Linked DNA regions of Mus musculus: region 1 is linked to region 2. The links are chromatin contacts, called in public promoter capture Hi-C maps. All regions are on one chromosome and are shown on one strand. The core of a region is the stretch at or near the end of the contact, and the rest is flanking DNA. Distances in the headings are between cores, read along the strand shown.

The links. Promoter capture Hi-C pulls out the DNA fragments that hold promoters and counts their contacts.
Region 1: a promoter capture Hi-C map of pre-B cells shows a contact between it and region 2, with 3 times the contacts expected there. The contact joins the promoter of Pdp1 here to the promoter of Chchd7 in region 2. A contact is called at or near these places in 1 of 39 promoter capture datasets (pre-B cells), 2 of 484 Hi-C or Micro-C datasets (CD4 T cells and CD8 T cells) and 2 of 9 other capture datasets (adipose tissue and liver).

Annotation. Positions count from the first base shown.
Region 1 is chr4:11,964,892-11,969,658 of GRCm38.p6, forward strand. It overlaps Pdp1 (pyruvate dehyrogenase phosphatase catalytic subunit 1), which reads right to left and starts at 1,559. Exons shown (of 3, transcript NM_001098230.1): 1 at 1,411-1,559; 2 at 723-757. The coding sequence starts at 753. It overlaps 1700123M08Rik (RIKEN cDNA 1700123M08 gene), which reads left to right and starts at 1,683. Exons shown (of 5, transcript NR_040577.1): 1 at 1,683-1,792.
Region 2 is chr4:3,936,396-3,941,154 of GRCm38.p6, forward strand. It overlaps Chchd7 (coiled-coil-helix-coiled-coil-helix domain containing 7), which reads left to right and starts at 2,493. Exons shown (of 5, transcript NM_181391.4): 1 at 2,493-2,736; 2 at 2,984-3,131. It overlaps Plag1 (pleiomorphic adenoma gene 1), which reads right to left and starts at 2,010. Exons shown (of 6, transcript NM_019969.3): 1 at 1,819-2,010.

The DNA of each region.
Region 1 (4,767 bases), core at 309-2,808, 8.0 Mb after region 2:
TTGAGCAATCTCACTTTCTTTTTATTTATTTATTTTTTAAAGTTCATACACCATCATGGCCCACACTTGGCAACATTGTACGTATCAGTCTTGGGCAGATTTGGCTGATGTTGCCAATGAGTAATAAAAAGGTGCGCGCGCCGGAACCAGAAACAGAAAGAGCCCCATCCATTCTTTGTGGTGTGCTGGGCAAAGCCTGTGTCAAGATTTTATTCCACTTAATCAATAAACCCATGGACCAAATCGATTAGAAAAATGCTACTGGTGCGCCTACTCTGGAGCTTCTCGGTCTTGCAAAGATTCTAACGCAAATGAAAATAAATACTACACTTTTCATTACACGTATCAGAACCTCCGTTTATGTAATCTGATTGCATTAAACGCCCTGCATTAAGATTTGTAATTTTTCAGCATTTTCTGGAAACGCCTAGCCATTTCACAGCTCAAGTTCAGTGTCTACAAGAATGAAGAAAAGCCATTATCCTTAAAACACAAAGAACCAAACCAGCACTTGTTTGGTCAGTTTCGTGTGTCCCAGAATATCACACTTAAGCTATCAAAAAATAAAAATAAAAATAAAATCTGGTCCAGAGCGCCTTTGTCTCCTTTTCCTTATCTCACCCTTTAATTCCATGAGGACCCCTAGAGCCATCCATTCATACACAAAATCAGTCACCATCCTTCCCTGGGTACCCAACACAGGTAGTTATGTGAATACCTACCAATTCGTCTGGGCCCGGGACACACACACATTCTCCTGTCATCACAACACGGAGCCGACAACATCCACAACCCGCGCGGACAGCAGCAGCGACAGCAGCAGCGGCCCATTGAAAGCAAAGCAGAGATGCTCATTAGAGGAGGCGGCGGCGGGGAGGCGGGAGCGGAGGAGGGGCGAGGTCTCGCAGCAGCCCAGTGAATGGGCTGGGAGGGGAGGAGAGAATGGAGGGGGGAGAAAGGGGAGGGGAGAAGAAGAAACCAAACAAACCCACCCGGCAGGCGAGGCGGCATCACAGCCCCCGGCGGGCAACTCCAGGAGCCCGGACAGGCGCACCGCCGCCGCTCCATGCAGCCAGCGCACCGAGCCCACAAGCACTCAGCATCTTCAGGCCCGCCCGGCCCCACGCCGCGCCCGCTTCCGCAGAGCTCCAGGCACAGCCCGCCGTGGGCAGCCGGCTCCGCCACGCGGGGCCAAGCGTGTCAGCGGGGAGCCGAGGCAGACACGCCCGGGCCACAGCGGGCGCCCCGCGCGCTGACAGCCGGGTGCCGCCCGGGACCCGCGGCAGCTCCTCGCGACCGAGGCTCCGCGCGCACCCGGCCCTCCACCCGCGGCCGCTCCCCACGCGCGCCCTCCACTTCACCGCCCTGACGCCCCCTCACGACTCGGCAGCGGTGGACGAGGATACCAACCGGGCACAGTCGAGCACCCGCTGCGGTCTGCCCCGGGTGGCGGCCGCACCCCTCCGTGCGCGTCCTTCCCTCACTCAGCACCACGCAGCACCCCGGCGCGCTGCAGCTCGGCCCAGGCCAGCCCACTCCGCGCCCCTGCCTCGCCCGGCCTCCACCCTGCCCCGCCCCCACAGGCGCTCTTGAGCTCTTCGCCTTCTGATTGGCTGCGCAATGGCGGGTGGGCGGGACCCGGAGGGCCAGAGGGGCGGGGGGCGGAAGAGGGCGCGCTCCCCGCCAGTTTTGTGACGTCACGGAGGTCAGACAATCCCTTCCATTTGGCGCGGCTAGCCTATTGGTTCCACGCGTGCGCGCGCCCCGTGACCACGCCCTGTTGCTGGTGAAGGTGGGTTTGCGCGTGCCGCGAGGTGGACAGCCTTGGTTGGGTTGCGTTTGGACTCCCAGATGGGGAAGCGCCTGGGCGGGATCCAGCATCCCTGAGCGCGTGGCGCTTTGGTAGCCAGTTGCTTCCTGGCGGGCGGGCTTTCGCGAATGCCTGGCACTTCTGCTGGGCCCCGCGTGCTGCTCTGGGCTGGCCTGAGAGCCAAGCCTCCTCTGCACTGGGCTGCCCCAGGTAGACCGCGGGAACAACACAATTGAGGCGTGGCAGAGCGTCTCGGCGGTGTCTCGCTTCATTCATTCAAGATCAAGTTGCTGATTTTAGGGTTATTAGGTCGGATTGATAGTCAATTATTTTTATGTCTCCGGGCTAGGAAGCTGTAAACAAAAGCAAAAGGAAGTTTGATGAAGGAATTCTTATCTTTGTAGATAAGAATAACACGAGTGCTCTTGTTCTTGGAAGGACTTTGAAATCAGCATTCCCTCCTTGGTCCCTGACTCATTCAGAGTTATGAATTTTAAAATGCAGCCAGTGAAAGTGGGAAGAGCACTGAACTTGGAGTCAGAAGAGCCTTTCAAGTTATTCCCAGTGACAAAAATCCATCTTCCTCCCATGAGACTCAGTTTGCCTATCTGTGGGGTGAGGTTAGGCTTAAGATGTGCTAAACAACACACTAAGGGTTCTTGCTGCCATCTGCGGTTGTCTCTTTATGGGACAGTGCCTTCTTCACTTACCTACATCCACATAGATGCCATCTTCATGACATGAAACTTTCTTGGGAGAAGCTATGCTTCTGCCCAGTGTTAATGAGTTTACGTTGATTTATTCTACACCTTATTAACTAATAAAGTTTACAAAGTAATTTGGACTAGATAGATGAACTCCCAAGTTTACTGTGAAATTTTATTAATCCTGAAGTATTTAAATTTTTATGTAATAAAGGAAAAACCTTATATAACCAAACCTGCAATTCATAATTCCCCAAATCTTTCAAGCTGCCTCTATTTCTAAACTGGAGAATTTGCTCATCCCCAGAAGAGGCTTACGGGCAGAGATGATTGGTGAGGGGGAAAATATAGGTACCTTTCCCCAACCAAGAACAAACAAGCCAAGATCCCCATCAGTCCCCTGCCTTCCCCTCTTGGAGAAGAGATACATTTATCCTCTCCTAACAACAATCAAGATTAGCCATTTCTACTTAGAGACAGTCCCAATATATCTGATGCAAGGGTTTAGTTTGGTGTGTACACAGTAAGGCAAGAGTGTATCCTCAGCGTTTTAGGGAGAATGCCATATTCCCGGACTTTGCCTATGCATAGTTGACTGTGTGTCTAATTAATGTCAGGTGCACTACAGACAGGAACCTGCACAGATGAAAACAGTGAATGCAGGCCCTAATCTACCAGGAAAAAGAAAAGCTCTCATATTACAACCCTTATCAACCAAATTTTCTTGAACTCTCGGAAAGGAAATCCCGAACAATAATTTCATCCCTCAGTACTCTTCGTGTAGCCTACTGTCAACCTATATCTTTTTCTAGTCTGTTATTGCTTCATTTCAATTAAGTTATTGTGTGATTTTTTTGCAAATCTGCGTGAGGCCTTATTTTCAGTTCTCTGGATTAAGAGACCAAGAACCTAGAAACGCCTGACTGCTGACTTCTTTACATAAGAATTGTAAATAATGAGATTCCAAAATTCATGCCTCAACAGCAGATGACCTTGAAGGCTATCACAGTAGTCAAACTTGCTCATAACACAGTGCTATCCGCGTCGCATAAAGTTCTCTTTTCAAACTGATTTTTGTATCTGCATGAGAATTTCCAACTTATTTTACTATGTTCAACCTTTTAGTTTTCTACCTGGATAGTATTGATTTCCCCATCTTATTCTGGCTTTTGGATGACCTGTCTATATTTGAAAATAATGCTGATTCTCAGAAAGAAAAAAAAAAGTAACTTGCCACGACTAAATATAGTCAAAATAATTTGTCACCAAGATTGAATGCCAAGATATTTCTGGAATTGGGATAAAGCCTCCTCAGAGTGATGACTTTGAAATAGTCTCAGAGGTGTAAGTTCTATTCTCTAGTTACATGACTGAGTGACATGCATATTGTGAAATGCCAGCCCACAGCGATTCCAACTCCTGTGTCCTGGATGAAGTTCTCTGCCTTGACTCTCTTCTGGCTTGGCCTTCCTCTCTTTCTGGGTGGAATCCACCCAACTGGACTTACTTCAGTAGTGCTGTTATTATGTGGCCAGGGCCAGGACAGATCTGTGGGGTTTCTGCTGTAACTTGATTGTTTGAGCCACCAGAATACCTGTTGGTATTTCAACCTTGAAAGATATTGAGAAGTAACATGAAAACAACCTAGGATTATCATAGAGACAGAACAGGCAGAGAGAAAGCAGGGTCTTTGAAAAATTAACTATGTCTATCCTACACAAGTACCTTTGAGATACTAACACAGAGATAAGTGACCAGTAACATTTAAGTTGTTCTCTTGGCACACAGCATATGATCCAGTAGCCTCAGAGGTCCCAGCCAAGAAGCTTAAAATAAACCTACATAGGAGTGTAACATGTCAGCCTGATGGTTACTGTTTGCCTTTGGCCAAAATCAGTTAGAAGGAAGAGAGGCTGGTTCTCCATATTCCTCCTGATTCTCTACAGGTCTTCTGGGAAATCAGCAAGTAACTAGTAACTAGTAACTAATCAATCAATGCTTGCTTTCTTGGTGTTAAGGTGAGTCTTAAAATTAATGGTACTTGGAGTATGTCTTAATCACTGTTCTATTGCTCTGAAGAGACACCATGACTAAAGCAGCTTACATAAAAGAAAGTATTTGATTGGGGGCTTGCTTACAGTTTCAGAGGGTTAGTCCATTGCGTCGTGGCATACAGGCAGGCATGATGCTGGAGAAACTACATCCTGATCCCAGGCAGCAGGTACAGAGACTGGGTGGGCCTGACTTGGGTTT
Region 2 (4,759 bases), core at 1,243-3,742:
GGCTTGTTACATAAAAGAACAGCGTGGATGAAAACTAAGCCACACACACATCCATCTTCTGCTGGGCTTGTTTATCCCTCCTCTCCCTCCATCACTCCTAAACGGGGGGTGCACTTGAGTAATGGAAAGAGAAGGCTCTTCCATCACCACACACTTCCAGCACCTCTGACTTTGGTCCTCTGTAAGTCTGCATAGGTGATGAAAACCCTAAGAAAAGAGAAGCTGTCCCTTTAAAATGCCCTGCTCTGTCCCAGATCCCACGTGGAACCAACATCAGCAGCACTTTCCCACTAACATCAATGTGATGCAAGAGGCACCATCCTTTTATATACATAAAACCAGAAAACTTCAGTCCAACATTCCTTAGTGAGGGCGAACAGGTGAAGCAAACGAGCCAGGAAGGGAGAAACCAAACAACTCCCCACCCCTCCCCAGAAGGTTCGCCAGTCTTGCCCTCCAGTCTCTCTGGGCAACAGCACCTTTCCACCCCTCCTCTGGAGAGCCCAGCTTAAAGAAAGGAGGGAGCCACTAACAAAACCCGAGGCATAAATGCGACGAAAATGCAATCTAAAGCCGGAAAGGTTTATTCTTCCAATCACACATATTAACTCTATTAAGAAAATGGCATCACTTTTTTTCCTACCCCAAAAAGCAACCTCCTCACAGATCATTAAAAGGGAGTTATAAAATAGCAAATATAGTGTTTATCTTATCTCAGATCAGTCCACATTACCAATAAGTTTAGTAGTTTCTGCACTACCACCTCCCCCTCCCTCCCCCTGCTTCTCTTGCATTGGATTTTCACGTTTTCTCATTGTCGGTGGAGTTATAAAAGGCTTTTGCCCTTCGAAAGTTTTAAAAAATAAATAAATATTAACTCCTTGGTCCCTGCAAAGTCCAAATGGACTTCAGGGGAAAGGCGGTTCACACTTTTACCTTTGGCGAGAAAGGGGGGCGCATCCCGGATTTTTAGGGATTTTTTGCGATTTTTTAACAATTTTTATTTGGTTATATGCCTGAGTTCTCCCTCCATTTTGGTTGTTTATGATACTGACAACAAGCTGTCCCTGCTCCGTCCCGATCTCCTGCTTTCATTTAGCACCCCCTCCCCCTACGCCCCCGTCGCCACCCGGCTGGGTCCGGCGCCCCGCGGACCCCGCACCCCGACTCGGCTCTCCCACCTGGGCAGGAGGGCAAAAACAAATGCATTTCTCCAGAAAAGAAAAACCTCTTCGGAAAAGGGGGCAAAGTTACCCCAAGTCACTCCCAGTACCCCCCAAATATTGCCGACCGCGGGTCTCCGCCAGGCCCTCTGGGAAGCGACCTTCCCCCGGGATGTTTTGGTGGAAAACGCGGAGAGTTTCCTCTCAAAACCGAATTTATATTAATTTTTCCCTTATTTTTCGGGTCTCTAATGTCTTCCGCTCTCTCTGCTGCCGCTGCCGCTGTCACAATATTCACAGCACCAGAGAGGAGGAGGAGGAGGAGGAGGAAAACTTTTCAAACTTTCCAGACCCTGAATAAAAGGGTTTTTTTTTTCCCACCGACCTCACCTTCGGGTCCCCAGTCGCGTCGCCCCCTGCCCTGTCAGCAGCGACCTCGGGAGTCCTTGCAGCCCCGCCGCACGATTTTATTTGATTTTTTATTATTATTTTTCTCTCTGGGGTCCTGAGCAGGGGCTGGGAGTAGCACAAACTTTTCCTCCTCCTGCCGCCGCCGCGGCTCCTCTGCCCCCTCGGCTAGTCCCATAATTTAAATAACCCTGATATTCCTCCCGCTAAACGCCTCCCCGCCGCCCCGGACCCCCGGAGAACTCACCGCGGAGCTTTAACATCCTCCCTCCGGCCCGTCCGCCGCCTTTACACCGCCCGCGGAATTTCTAATAATTTTTTTCTCATATTTCGGGCTGGACGCGGCGGGCCTGGAAATTGTTTCCTTACGCCTCTTTCCAGCAGCCATTGTAGTGTATGCGCTGCCCCTGCAGCTCAACTTGCAGCTGCCGCCGCCGCCGCCGCCGCCGCCGCAGCCGCCGACGTCGCGCCCACCGCCGCCTCCTACCCCCCCCCACCCCCCCCCCCGCCCGCTCGGCCGCCGCCCCCGCCCCCGCCCCGCGCCCGCCCGCCGGCCCGCCCTGGCCCCCGCCCGCCGAGGTGCCCGCCCTCCTCACGCTCCGCCCAGGGCCTGGCCAGTCCGAGCGGCCGCCGCCGGGTCCAGATGAGCTCATTGGTTGACGTGGCTGCCCATCAGGCCGAAGTGGTAAGAGCGATGCTGAAGGGCGGGGGGCGCGGTGGGGCGGGGAGAAGGCGGGGTCTCACGCCGTCCCACCCGCTCCTCCTGCTTGAGCCCTCCTCCCGCTGCCCGGGGGCGGAGCGAACTGAGCCCGCCCCAACCTCACAGAGTTCCGCGCGCCTGTCAATCTGGCAGCGGCGTGCGTGGATTGGACAAGCTGGAACGGGGGGCGCGGGGGCAGCACGTTGGGGTGCGCGCTACTTAAGGTCCTGCTGCGTGAGCCACTGACGTGTTTGGAACTGCAGCCGGCCCGGGTGCTGGCTGAGTGGTGGCCTGTGGTGAGTGGTCTCCGGCCCCTCCCTCCCTGGACAGCAGGCCCGGGACAGCACTGCGCCGAGGGCAGACCCTAGTTCGTGGCGCCAAACCCTCCGCGGCGCGGCATGCTCCTGCCGCTACTCACGCCACGCGATTCGTCCGGCCGGGGCAGCGGAAGGTGACCCCATGCAGGTCTGGGCACCCCGGATTGTGTCACTCCCCTCCTTGCCCTCCCCAGGTCCCCGCTCTACGCCGCCCCCTTCCTTCCCAGCCCCTTTTGTGGTGTTTACCTGTGCCCGCCCTCCACCGTCCGATTCTGCGGCGCGGCACCTCGGAAGGCGGTGCGGTCCGGGAGTTACATTCTTGGAGATTCGTCTCCGACCTCTCAGATCCCTGTGATGTGTACTTTGACATTTTGTCCCTGGTACTCTGTACCCAGGTTTATGGTGTGCTGTATTTCTGTTTCCGGATTTAACACTCACAGACCAGACTCTGAGAAGCCTGGGGGGCCTGGACTTGTTCAGTAACGTGCCCTTCCCCCACTGCGGATCAAAGCTGCGAAGAGTGGGAAATCAGGAACTTTTTTGGTAAGCAGTTTGCCCTTTAGAGTAGATTTTAGCACTATTTCTCAGATGTGCTGTAGGTTTGCAGTCTTCCCTCAGGCTGGTTTTCTTTCTGAATGTCATCTTGGAAGTAGTACAGTGTTGTAACAGTTGTTCACTCCTGCACCTTCAAAAAGTAAACAGATAAGGCCTCTTTAGCAGGGCACTCCATCTTGTCCTTCAGCCACACTCCTCCATGTAAATTGACATTTCCTCTTCCTTTTCTGTTAACACAGGAATTCATACGAAGGAGGTGACATTAGGAAAACCATGTTTATAGTGCATTTAGTATCCAGAATAAAAAGCAGTAAAACGGGAATAGCCTGAAGCAGCAAATTTGATGCCTGTTTTGTGTGGATACTTTTTAAAAGAATTTCTGGCTGATGATAATGAAACAACAGAATCTCATGATCAGGACGCAGTGTGAATTGTGTTCGTATCAGATTGTCGAGATTATTATATGCATGAACGATCAAGCGGAGCTCTGTGGGAGACATGAAGAGAAGACTGTAGATTTTCTTAGTTCTGGTATTCTCTCAGGAAGAGGCAGTCTTGTAAACTATCTTCCGAAGAGGAAAGGCTTCTAGAGATAGTTGGACTTTGTACTGAGTGCCCTTCCTGTCAAGACGCTTCTACTGGCTGGGTATTTTCAATGAAGTTCATGGCATAAATGATTATTTGGTGATTACTGAAAGTTAAAGGACTCAGAGTAATCAGATTCTATCTCCGGGAAAAGTTGGGCTCCTTTAGCTTAGACATCCCGATCTTTACCAGAATGGAAGAAGTTGGACTGGATGGCCATTGATTCAGAATATGTTCACTTCTTAAGAGTTTATGGGCTTGAATTACTTTTCTGGAATATACATTATTTTGTTTAACATTGTTTTTGGTGACATTTCATACAAAACGTTGGACTTCTCTGAAAAGGCCCATGCATGTTTGTTTTGTTCTGTTTTTTAATTCAGTAGAGTTGTGTACTTCATACTGCCTTATTTCTCTGGCATCTGCTTTGATTTTTCGGTAGAAAAGTGATTAAACTAGAGTAGCATTTGGGTGTGTAAGCCAGATCAGCCCCTTAAGCTAAGTAGAGGACGTTTTTTCAAAGATGGTGGGTGGCTCATCAATACCTTATCGATATATTGAGATAAATGAAGCCCTTTCTCAAATAATTGTGACTTGTGTTTTTTTTTTTTTTTTTTTTTTTTTTAACCTCTTCCCCTGCAAGAGAATTGTACAGTTTCATTTGAACTGGGATTTGAAGAGCAGTTGTACTTGACCATGACTGATTGGCTGACTTCATAAAGTGTATGACTTGACTTCCAATAGCTAATTGGCTCTTAGGGTAATGTGATGTCTTTAATGGATAAAACCTTTGCAAAGCTGTATTTTTAAGACTCAAATTGGAAAATTACTGAGCCACAGTAGCATTCTCTGACCTCCTTCAACCCATGGAAAGTATTAATCTACATAGAAGGTAGAAAGGGAATTGAAAAATTCATTCATTGTTTTTTTAACTATGGCTTTTTAGAATGTTAAGTAAGCAGTAACTTGACTTTTGTTTGTGTGTGTTTCATTGTTTCCTATAGAGTACCTTCTACTTTGAAAATTAAATT